Linked DNA regions of Zea mays: region 1 is linked to region 2. The links are chromatin contacts, called in public Hi-C maps. All regions are on one chromosome and are shown on one strand. Each heading gives the region's core, a stretch centred on a gene start, on an enhancer-like site or on the middle of the called end of the contact. The rest is flanking DNA. Distances are from core to core; before and after follow the strand shown.

Region 1 (5,958 bases), core at 2,764-5,263, 94 kb after region 2:
AAGTTCACCGAATAAGCACATGTGCATTCCACGAGTTTTACTCATGGTATTTTCCACTTGACGTGGAATTACGGTATCCTCTAAAGCCCTGATGGCAGAAACCTATAAGGTTTAGGTGTTACTGGCAAAATATCCCCATTGTGCCAGAATGTTAGACTATAACGATTTATCTGATCGATAATAAATCATTGATGGATTACGATCTTTGATGGACTTTTGTAACACCATCATAGATATTGCAATGGATGAACGCCTGGAGCGATGTGTCATATTTAGAATATGTACTATTGCAACTATATTATCCCCTAAGTTCTATAGAAGGACATGTTACTTGCTTTGCACAACTATGTATAAATTGTGGTGTAAGATAGAAAATGATAGCACCCCAACCTCACACATTCTCGTTATTACAGATGAACAATGATACATATATCTTGAAGAATATGCTTGAGTTATGAGAGATAACGACTTTGACAGATGTCATCGTCAGGGGAGTGAATGCTTATATTGATCACAATCGTGAGACAATAAATGTCATATTCTATGCCCTGAAGGCGTTGCTTGATGGTCAATATGTGAACCCTTATAGAAATTTTTGTCAAATATATAGATCCAGTCGATCGAACACCATCAGTCAAAGTGGCTTATTTATGTTGATACGCGCACTTACCTCGTATATCCTAGAAGTGAGTAGAGGTAAAGTTCCTAAAATAGTCCTTGCAAGGATATGTAATCCGTTTGACAAATCTTTATGTGCATATACTTCCAGAAGATGTTTTGCCTTATTGATACGGTTTTGCAAGGATCGGGGGAGCACATTTCTAAATTTAGCCCTTGTAGAAGGTTCGATGGAATCCTGATCCAGAAGATCGAAATTTGTCCTGATGACATTTGCTATACTCTTTTTCCTTGGTGAGTTTTTCTGAAGTTTCTCACATAAGGTTTTTAATGAGGCAACAAAGTGCAAATGCAATTTGCGTCACCATGTACTCTTTCTCCATATTTTTCCCACTGGGTTTTTGGGAGTTTTAAAGAGGCATGTGTTGGTCTCGTTATTCGCCCAAGGGGGGGTGTTAAGTAACCCTAGTTAGGGTTATATGGGCAAATACCGACTTTGCCCCTGAGGGGTCTCACATCTCTATATAAGAAACCTGTACACCCCTTCATATGATAGAGAAGAGAAAAAGGCCAAAGGCCCACCCCTACATCGTGTATCGTGTGTTTCCTCTGTCGTGCAACTGGGAAGGGATATGGGTCTTCCACGACTTCTCGCGCCTAATCTGCTGACGGGAGGAAAGGGTGCGGATCTGGTGATCCGTGATAACGTAGTTCTCAACAGAATTAACACAGTTCATCACTTATTAGTCCATCTAACATAGGTGGAGGTTTTGTTTTGCCGACAAACGCTAGCTCGTTCGAGCTAACGAGCTGGCTCATTAATAAATGGAGCTAAGATATTAGCTTAGTTCGTGATAAAATTGAAAATGAGTCGAGTCAAACTGAACTGAGCTAATCATAAGCCAAACGAGCTATTCTTTCCAGCCCTACCCATGTGCAGCCCTTTTGCTTTGGCTACTGGTAAAAAAAATAGTGGAGCGGGGATGTGAGGATGTGTGGATGCCAAGTGGGACGTGTGGCCCAGAGGTTGGTGGGCCTGTCTATCGATCCGTGACGACGTGTGGCCCAGCCCAGACCACCAGACTGAGGTTTCAGAATGGAGGCCCAGTATAGATTTCTCTCCAGCGACCCGTGGCTCGCGTTGCCATCATCAGAAAAGAAAAGAAAGGGGGAAAATGCCAGTGAATCTGTTCCGTATACATTAACGGAACACGCACGCATCTGTGTGTCCCGCTCGCCCGTCCAGCCTGTCTGCCTGTGGATGTGGTGTGGTGAATGGACCACTAACCGGTGGCTAGTGGATGCAATTTTTTAATTCACGATGATGATAATGCTAGGTTAATCGATCGGGATTGGGCCAAAATAAGGTAGGCGGCCCACACAGCTGATGCTGTGGATCACCCACTAATCTCTACTACCTACCACTACTTGCAATACATACACTAGTATCGAAATCTACTAGCGTACGTTGGTTTGGAATCTGACACGACTGGAGGGACGCGCGCGCGGGAAAATAGTCTGGACAGTGACCTGCACCAACGACAATGGCGCTAGCTAGGCTGCTAGCTGCATGCTCTTCCTCTTCCACCTCCTGCAGCACTTCTTGTTGTGGGCCCTCTCTTCTTCTCTCATCTCTCTCCAAGCATCCTACGTCTATTTCTCTCTCTTTAATCACAGAAGAAGATGCTGGTCGCCTGGGAGCTAGCTAGCTAGGGTTCCTTCCCACTATTAGGTAGATTCCCATGCAGGCCATGCACGCATGGAGTACGCATCATGCTTGCTGCACTGCATCTCTTTCTTGGAAAGTTGGAATATGGAATTGGTATGGATTTCAAGTAGTAATAGCTAATAAGGCGTACGTGTAGATGCTACAGAATATATAAGTATCGGTCGATCATCTATCGATATATGGATTCGGAGAGAAGCGTAAATTATTATATATATTCTGTTAATTTATCACACTACTCGATCTGAACCACCATTAATACACACTACTCTCTCATCTCATCTCATCTCATCTCACCACCATGATCTCAGCTCGTTCCTCGCCTCGCCTGGATAATATATATGAGCTAGCAAATTCACAGAGCGCGTATGTACGTGTGTCCTCGCCAAACGATATGAGTCGCGGGCCGGGATCAGGAGGAGGAGTCGAGCATCTTCTTGTAGTACTCTTGGTCGTCGATCCTCCACAGCGAAAAATCGGAGCCGCAGTACTCCCACGGCGGCGAGGCCGGCGGCGGCGGCGAGGCGGCTGAGGCTGCGGCGGCGCCGTAGTAATAACAGTGACCACCAACAGCAGCTCCGCCCCAGCAGGCGTCCACGACAAGGTAGCTCATCGCCGCCGCATCGGCTGCCGCGATCTCGTTCCACAGCTGGTCCATGGGGAAGTCGTAGCACTCCTGCGGCTGCGGCTGGGGTTCCTCATCGTGCTTGGTCGCCGGCGCCGCGGTGGGCGTGGACGCCTCCTCGGTCTCGTCGCCGCTGCGCCGCGCTTCGTCCCGCCGTAGCGAAGACGACGACGACGACGACGATACGGGCGGGCGGCGGCACTCGGACGACGACGACACCGTCATCACCGAGGACGCCGACTCCGCCGCCGTCGACGTTGCTGCTGCGGCAGCCCTCCTCTCCTCGAGCGCCTTCTTCCTGGTCCGCGTCCTCCAGAAGTTCTTGATCTCGTTGTCGGTGCGCCCGGGCAGGCTCCTGGCGATGCGCGACCACCGGCTGCCCCACTGCGCGTGGAGCTCCACGATGCGGCGCTCCTCATCGGCCGTGATGCGGCCGCGCCGGAGCCCCGGGTGGAGGTAGTTCACCCACCGGAGGCGGCAGCTCTTGCCGGTGCGCCTCAGACCTGCACGCACGTCGCCGTCCGTATCCACAAGAGCCGCACGCAGATACGCGACAAAGATGAGGAGGAAGAAGAAGAAGCAAACGGTTAAGAACACTGCTAGCTGCTCGATCGAGGCCGACCGACCCTCCTCGTGCATGCGGAGTTGCATGGAGGCGGATCGGTCGACGCACCCGCCACCGCGCAAACCTGACACCTTTGCTAAGAAATCCCATCGGCGTTCGCCGAACAGGCGCACGAACCGTACCAGCTGCTCGTCCTCCTCGTCCGTCCACGGGCCCTTCCTCATGGCCGCGCCGCCCGTGCTGATGATGATCTGCTCGCCACCGTACTCTCCATCGCCATCGCTGTCCTTCTTGTTGTTCCTGCGGCTAATACATAGCAAGGACGACATGGTCGATCGATCGATCGATCGGTCGCTAGACCGTACCAGGCAGCTAGAAAGCAAGGACCAAGCTTAGCTTGTTGGATCGATCGATCGAGAGGGGAGAGAGGAGGAAGAAGAAACAACAGGCAGTGCTCTGTAGCTTATTGCTAGCTAGTTTGATTCCTTGAGCTCAGCTGGCCTCCCCTTTATACGAGGTCCACTTGCTGGGCTAGGGAGCGAGAGAGAGATAGAGCTAGTCAGCTAGCTTAGCTACAGAGCATAGTATAATGCATGGTGGACATGGCTAAGCGATAGAGCATCGTGGTGCGTGGTGACGCTCCTCAGTGCCGCCCGCACCATAGAGGCCATATATATCAGATCTAATTATTATCATTATCGTATTTACCTAGCATTCTAACTAACGTAATTATATATATGTCCATCCAGTCATAAAGTCAGAGTTTCGTGTCCTTATAGTGGTTCACTAGTACATATACAATATTAGTACTCTAAATCTATTTTTACTAGCCTTTAACGTTTCTGACTTTTGTCGATATGAATGAATGACCCAAGAAAATCGCAAGCTTCAAAGGCGTCCATTCTAGACAAACCATCACTATAAATATTTACGCCATCGATTTCTTTTTCTTGACAAAACACTACTATAAACGATTTTTAGAATTTTAAGCCCCAAATGAATCCAAATTAAAAAGTTTCGTCCACTGTCGGTGTTTGGTGCTGATTGTACACCATGGGATGTATCACGGGGTGCTTTTTATGGTTGGCGAGGTCAACGGTAGCTCAATGGTTCGTGCAGAACGCAACGTGACACAAGAATTATACAGGTTCACGTCGTTAGAAGGCGTAAAGCCCTACGTCCTGTGTGTTGTGGAGATTGTTTTGCTTTGGTCTCGAGGTTACAATGATGCACTACTAGCTCGAGGTGCCGGAGTGGGATGACTAAAAGATGGGATCTACTAGGTATGATCAGATGATGCGTAGGGGTCCCCAACCCGCCTTATATATGCTGATGGATTCGGGGTTACAAGTTAGTTTTTTTCCTCCTTATCATGTCCCCTGTGATCTCGAGTCTATTCCCGAGTCAACAGTGAGTCTTCGCGCTTTTCTTAACGGAAAGAATCCGCCTCCCTTCCTTGATCTCCAAGCTTTTGCACCATCTTTAGGCATCAGTTGGCCGATTGGCCCATAAAATCAGCCGCCCGACCTACTTAGGCCCTCCAACAACCCATGCACCGGATCTGCGTCATGGGGACACGGATATCTACCCCCCTCAAACCCTTGAGAGTTAAGTCGATTTTGAGAACAATTGGCTCGAGACTCCAAAGAAAACCTTGACTCATGTGTGAAGACCTTCATTAACAACTTATTTTGTTGACTTTGAGTTAAAATCAACTCGAAGGTGTCACACCCGGCTTTAAGGAACAAAGTCAGGTGCATCTCATATATGCGCCAAGAAGACAACATATATAATAACAGAGTGTATAGAGATAAATGTCACAATAATCAGAGTATTTATTACATAGCGAAAGTCTTATTACAAAATCAAATATAAAACGAACTAAGGATCGTCATTGGCGCCAATGTCAACTGAGAAACGCCACCTAGATCAGATCAAACTCCTCGCCTTGTGGCTCCTCCTGAACCACCTGTTCTTCTCCTGTGGGGGTGGGGGTGTGAGACAGCAAGGGTGAGCTCACACATGATCATAGCTCAACAAGTTGTGGGGAACCAGTGGACATGAACTCACAAAGGTGAGAGTTAATGTGATGTGTAAGGCTAATCAATGACATGGGTTAAAGCTGAGCATTGCTTTTAATTAGTTGGTCAAAATTTTATTAGCAATTACTAAATGTAAGTAAATACCAAACCTTAATAAAAATAATAGAACAAAATTAATAATAATCCCATGCATATACAAATGACAAAATTGAATTTTAGTTCCATAAATTAATCATCAGAGAGTCCTGAGCTGCTCATGACCGTGAGCTCGGCTAGTATACCCGTTTTACACTCTGCAGAGGTTGTACCCTTTACCCACAAGTCATGTTACCCATCTGCCAAGGGGTCGCGACTCCCATACACCTCTACCTAGGAGGCGAGA
Region 2 (5,498 bases), core at 654-3,153:
ATGAGTTTAACAAAACTCATACGTGTTGATAGTTTCTCCTGCAGCAACAATGGGATAAACCCTGAGTATGGAAATACTCAGCAAGACTGACCCGACTAAAGAAAAAGACTCTCAAGGATATGCTAGTTGTTGGGAATCAAGGTAAGGCTTACCAAATTTCAAAGACTCAGTTTTGCAGAAAAGCTTACTAGTAGTGGATCCTTAAGCCAAACTTTTACTTCACAAGTTAAGTACTTTTCCTGAGTCTAGATTTGCCTAATCTAGAGCATTCACTTGTCCTACACTAGCTTCATTTTAACAGCTTTAGTTTCACTTGTTATCTACGATGCAGGGCAGTGATCCAGTCTTGATATCCGAGAAGTTCGGCGATCCGAATCGGTTAATACTCAGCTGAGGATCTCCAACCACACGACATATGTAGCACTTAACCCTTGCATATGTCAACTCGCCCACGGGTTTCTCAAGATCAGAACGGGTCCCCGCCAACCGAGAGCTCAGTACCCCACCATCCAGCATCTTGTCAGGTGGATACACGATACTCTCGCCATCTCTCCACTCCCATTACGGGCCGGCCTTTCTGGTATTGGTCCAGCCGAGGCTAAGCTTACCCATGATGAGGCATGTGGCCAGTTAAAGGGTCCTAGATCAGCAGGCCAACAATCGGAACGGTCCTTAATCGACACAGACGGGCGACCTTTCCTGCTCAACGTCTGGTCTCCCCTTAAATTATTTTTGAAAACCTGGTACCTGTCAGAGGTACCCTACTAAAATGATGAAGTCATCAAGGCCTTTGATACCTTCATCACTCCAGCCTCTTTTTCTTTGTAAAAACATGATTCATAGATCAAAACATTTTGTTCTTAGTCTATGAGCATACTAAGCACATCTGCCTTTTTAAAACAGGTATCAAGGATGGTAATCAATTGTTCAAGGAAGTTATGCAACAAAGGTTTAATCATTCAACTCCTACCACCTAATGCAACATATAACTGATAAAAGTTTAAAAACAGCAAGGAGGTGGCAAATGCACTGGGGCTTGCCTTGGTGAGGAGGAGAGTCGGGTTCTTCTACCAGGATATTACAGTTAGCAGCAAATCCAAATGGGGCACCTTCCGGAGGACCTTCGATGACAGTCTCAGTGGGAGGAATTTCAGATGGAGGAACAGGCTCCCTTTCTACTTCCACTTCAAATTCTTCTTCAAGGTGCTCTACAAGTTAATTCGAAGTATATGAATGCTTATGTAATGATATGCTATGCAAACTCTCGCAAGGGAGAGGAGAAGAAACATCAAGTTCTCAAAACAAGTATAGGCTAAGACTATCCACCCTTCTATACTACCCAATTTTGCTCAAGTTGCCCAATGTGAATTTACTAAGACCACCCAGAGAAGTAAACATACTACAAGTTACCAAACTTGCAGTTCTTCAATTGATAGAGTTCCAATTTGAGGTAAACATATATTAACACCAAGTTTTATTAATTTAAACTCCCTCATTTAGCTATTTTAAGGTTCTCTGGTCAAACAATTCCAAATAGGTTCACATTTTTACCATAGACTATTTTAGTGATAGATAACTTCTCCACGAATTCTCATAATTTTTGGTGCTCTGGTTTTATTTCTAAAATTCATTTATGCATTCCAGGGGCACTTTTAATTACCCAAAAATTTAATTATTGCTGAAAAAATCCTAAAACTGTTCCTAGCAGAAACTACAAAATTTTGCGGATTCAACAAAATTGGTTTCACAATTTTTGCATTTTTCTACATTTCCTGGTGCATTTTACAAGTTGTCAACAAAAAGAAAAAAAAGGAAAAAATGCAATAGTGACTGGGCCGAAACCGACCCATGCGGCCACTAACAGCGGAGAAACCAGCCACACGCCGTCAGCCCGCGCCGCCTTGGGACCTTTTCCGATGAGGCCCTTGCCAATTTGGATAACTAGATACAAGGTCTAACACTATTTTCCCCCTCTCACTGACAATCTCATATAGGCCCCTTGCTTCCTTCCTATTTACAAACCTCCGTCCTCGACGGTGGATACCTCCCCGCCGGCCAAACCACGACTGGGCTCGCCGTTGGAGATCCTCTCTGGTGAAGCTGAACATATCTACTCGATTTCCGAGGCTAACTAACTATTTCCCTTAATTTAATTGATCCCAAACAGTCTAGGACCTACTTATCCACAGTGACCGTGGACCAGTGAACGCCGGTGAGGTGAACTAAGGTGATGAGTACGGTAAAGTTCAATCTAAAGGTATGATAAGCACTAGCGAACATTCATGTACATGGTGCTCACCGAAGTTCACTCGGAGAAGCTATGATTGGGTTGGTCGACGTTGACACAGCCTTCAACGGTGCTCACCGGATACATGACGACGTTCCGGTGAAGACACTGCGATAGAATCCAAAAGGAAGATTCTTTGAGCATCACCACTGCCTCAGGGTTCTAAAACGTGAACAGATTGAACATGTTACCTCTCTGAATGGACTGGCCACGAGAAGATAAAAGATTTGGAGGGTGGTCACCACTTTCAGCGTCTACACAAGGTTCTGGCCCCTTCAACAAGACCGAGAGGTAGAGAGGGCTTAAGGGTTTTTCACAGAGGTCGAGAGAGGGTATGACATAGTGGGGAAGCCAAGAACTCGCTCAGGATACATATATGGATTCAGTTTTCCCCCTGGTCACTATTTCCTTTAACTAGGGTCAAACACGCGAGTGGGCAGTGGTTGGATTTGCACTGGGTTTATTTTTACAGTGGCCAACTAGGGTTAAGTTGTTCCCTTCTACAATCTACAGACTTCCCACGCCGATCAAAGCACAGGACAACTCCAGTCCTTCCATTGCTGCATGCTGGACAACAAACCAAACAGGAAGCAGCTGAGTCACTATGGCCAGGATTCACCGCTTGGGGCTCTGATCCCTGCAGTGGTAAAGCTGGGATGAGTTACTCCCTCCACAGGACACGAATATCCTTTTTAACAAACACTAGAAATCTCTAGAGCACAGGTGGAGATGGATATGTTTCTCTGATTTTCTTCTTTTTCTCTTTTGCAAAATTCTGATCTACTTCAGTCGACAGCAGCAGCCACCTTGTCCCCTCCGTTTCTCCAATTTTTTTTATAAGAATAGAGCTACCCTCCCACATCAAACTTATTCACTGAACATTGATCTTTCAGTTTATTATAAACTTCCAGAGTCAATACCTTACAGGTTTCGAGTTATAGAGCCCCAAAGTGAGGCATATCACACAGAAACCATAATTTCAGTTTACTGAAACTGAACCCAGAATTGCAGACTGTCAAGGCAACTTTGGGGGTATTTAACTACTTATTTTACATGGTACCAAGTTAATCATTGTTAAGTAAACTTGTACACCAATATGTACTCTTCAGCTTTTCTATAAAGATCCTAGTCCAAAACCAATTATAATAAGCACCACCCAGCTCCAAAGTTGAGCCCAGCACTGAAATTCAGATCTGATAACTATTTATTATCTGAAACTCCGAGGGTCTGACAATCCATCTGTAGGCGCCATTTTCTGCAATTTTTGTGTAGAACCAAACCAGCCTCCCTTAAGCAAACTTGTGCCCTGATAGGTAATCTACAATTTCTCTATAGAAAATATGGCCCAATACTCCACTAATCATCTACAAAAGGGCCCCAATGTTAGACCAATTATACACATTTCTAAAATCTGAACTGCACTAAGTCTGAAATTTTAGATTTGAGGATAGGACCTTTGGGTTAAGTTTTCCACCAGTTTTATACAGCATTAGTGGCATGACCCTTAATCAAATCTGCACACCAAAGTATGGGATTCCACTTTGGTACAGCACTCATAGCCCAGAATTACATGGATCAGCCCTTAAGGAGTATCCCAAATCTGCTTCAGACTGAAAAATCAGCAAGACTGAATTTTTATCTAAGTCTGATTCTCCAAACTGAACACTGCATCTTTAGCCTCCTTTTTCTACCAGTTTCATATAGATTTAGAGCTTCAATACTTAATAAAACTTGTTCTCCTATAGTTAATCTACAAGTTTACTATAGCAACCTTTTGCCAAAAGCCCCCAGATTAAAACATACAGGGGTCCAGAAATAGGTAAAGCAAATTGTTTTTAGTTGAACCAAAACTGTATTAAATCTGAAATCTGCAAATTACTCCAAATTTCTCTTCAAAACTTGAAAATCTCAACACATGAAAATTGTTTGGTTTTGGAAGCTCTACAACTTTGGTATTTTAATTTTTGGCAAATTATGGAGAGATCTCATATTTCATCCTTTGGACCAAAACTGGAGTTTTTAAACTAGTTTTCCACTCTCTATTCATTACCACATTTCATTTTGAGTTTTTTTCCTTGGTCCTAGTGACTGCAATCTAAGTGTTTTACAATACAAAGATGCCAATGCATATGATGTCATGCCAAGTTTTAGTTCCCAGTAACACCAGGGGTGTTACATCCTTTCCCCCTAAAAAGAAATCTCGTCCCGAGATTAAGGCTCGAGGCTAAGTAGTGGAAAAGGAAACACGTCACAATCTCATTTCCTTATTTCTGTTACAAGGCAGGGGGTGTGGGTGCCCCAGTCAGTTTACATTAAGTAGAATTTACAATAGACTTAAGATTTACAAGACTCTAAAAACTTAGGAAACTTATTATTCAAAAACTCCTCAGATTCCCATGTAGCTTCATCTTCGGAATACTTATTCCATTGCACTTTGTAGAATTTGATAGTCTTTCTGCGGGTAACCCTTTCCTGTTGATCTACAATCTTTATAGAGTGCTCGGAATAAGTCAAATCCGGTTCCAGATCAACATCAAAAATTTCTACCACTTTGTGAGGCACTTGAAGGCATTTCTTAAGTTGGGATACATGAAATACATTATGTATGGCCGAAAGATGTTCAAGTAGTTTCACCTTATAAGCCACAGATCCACACCGTGCTAATATATCAAAAGGGCCAACATAGCGTGGTGCCAATTTCCCTTTAATGCCAAAACGATTTACCCCTTTCATAGGTGAAACCTTCAAATACACAAAATCTCCAACTTGGAAAAACAAGGGTCGTCTCCGCTTGTCTGCATAACGTTTGTGACGGTGTTGTGCAACCTTCAAACGGTGTTGAACAAGTTTCACCTTTTCTTCTGCCTCTTTTACTAAATCCGACCCAAAGAAAAACCGTTCACCGGGCCCCGACCAGTTGAGTGGAGTTCGGCACTGCTGCCCATAAAGAGCTTCAAAAGGTGCCATCTGGATACTCTCTTGGTAACTATTGTTGTAGGAGAATTCAGCTAACGGCAAACACTCATCCCATTTTTCAGAATAGGCTAACACACACGCCCTCAACATGTCTTCCAAGATTTGATTTACTCTTTCGGTCTGCCCACTGGTTTGTGGATGGTAGGCTGAGCTATGAATTAATTTGGTACCAAGAGACGTATGCAGCCCTTCCCAGAATTTGGCCACAAACTGAGGACCACGATCTGAGATAATC

The links. Hi-C and Micro-C count contacts between places; a contact is called where the count stands out from the background.
Region 1: a Hi-C map of leaf shows a contact between it and region 2, with 4 times the contacts expected there. The contact joins the promoter of LOC100272853 here to the enhancer-like site in region 2. A contact is called at or near these places in 4 of 25 Hi-C or Micro-C datasets (leaf and tassel).

The regions. Positions count from the first base shown.
Region 1 is chr6:42,653,251-42,659,208 of Zm-B73-REFERENCE-NAM-5.0, forward strand. It overlaps LOC100272853, which reads right to left and starts at 4,014. Exons shown (of 2, transcript NM_001353547.1): 1 at 3,717-4,014; 2 at 2,536-3,472. The coding sequence starts at 3,194. The coding sequence ends at 2,757.
Region 2 is chr6:42,561,573-42,567,070 of Zm-B73-REFERENCE-NAM-5.0, forward strand. No RefSeq gene overlaps it. Among protein-coding and RNA genes, the nearest start is that of LOC100272853, 93 kb to the right of the region's middle. Within about 2 kb of position 1,904, at least 16 of the 20 cell types and tissues checked have an H3K27ac peak or open chromatin away from gene starts, as enhancers often do. A contact at or near this core is called in leaf and tassel, where this site is marked.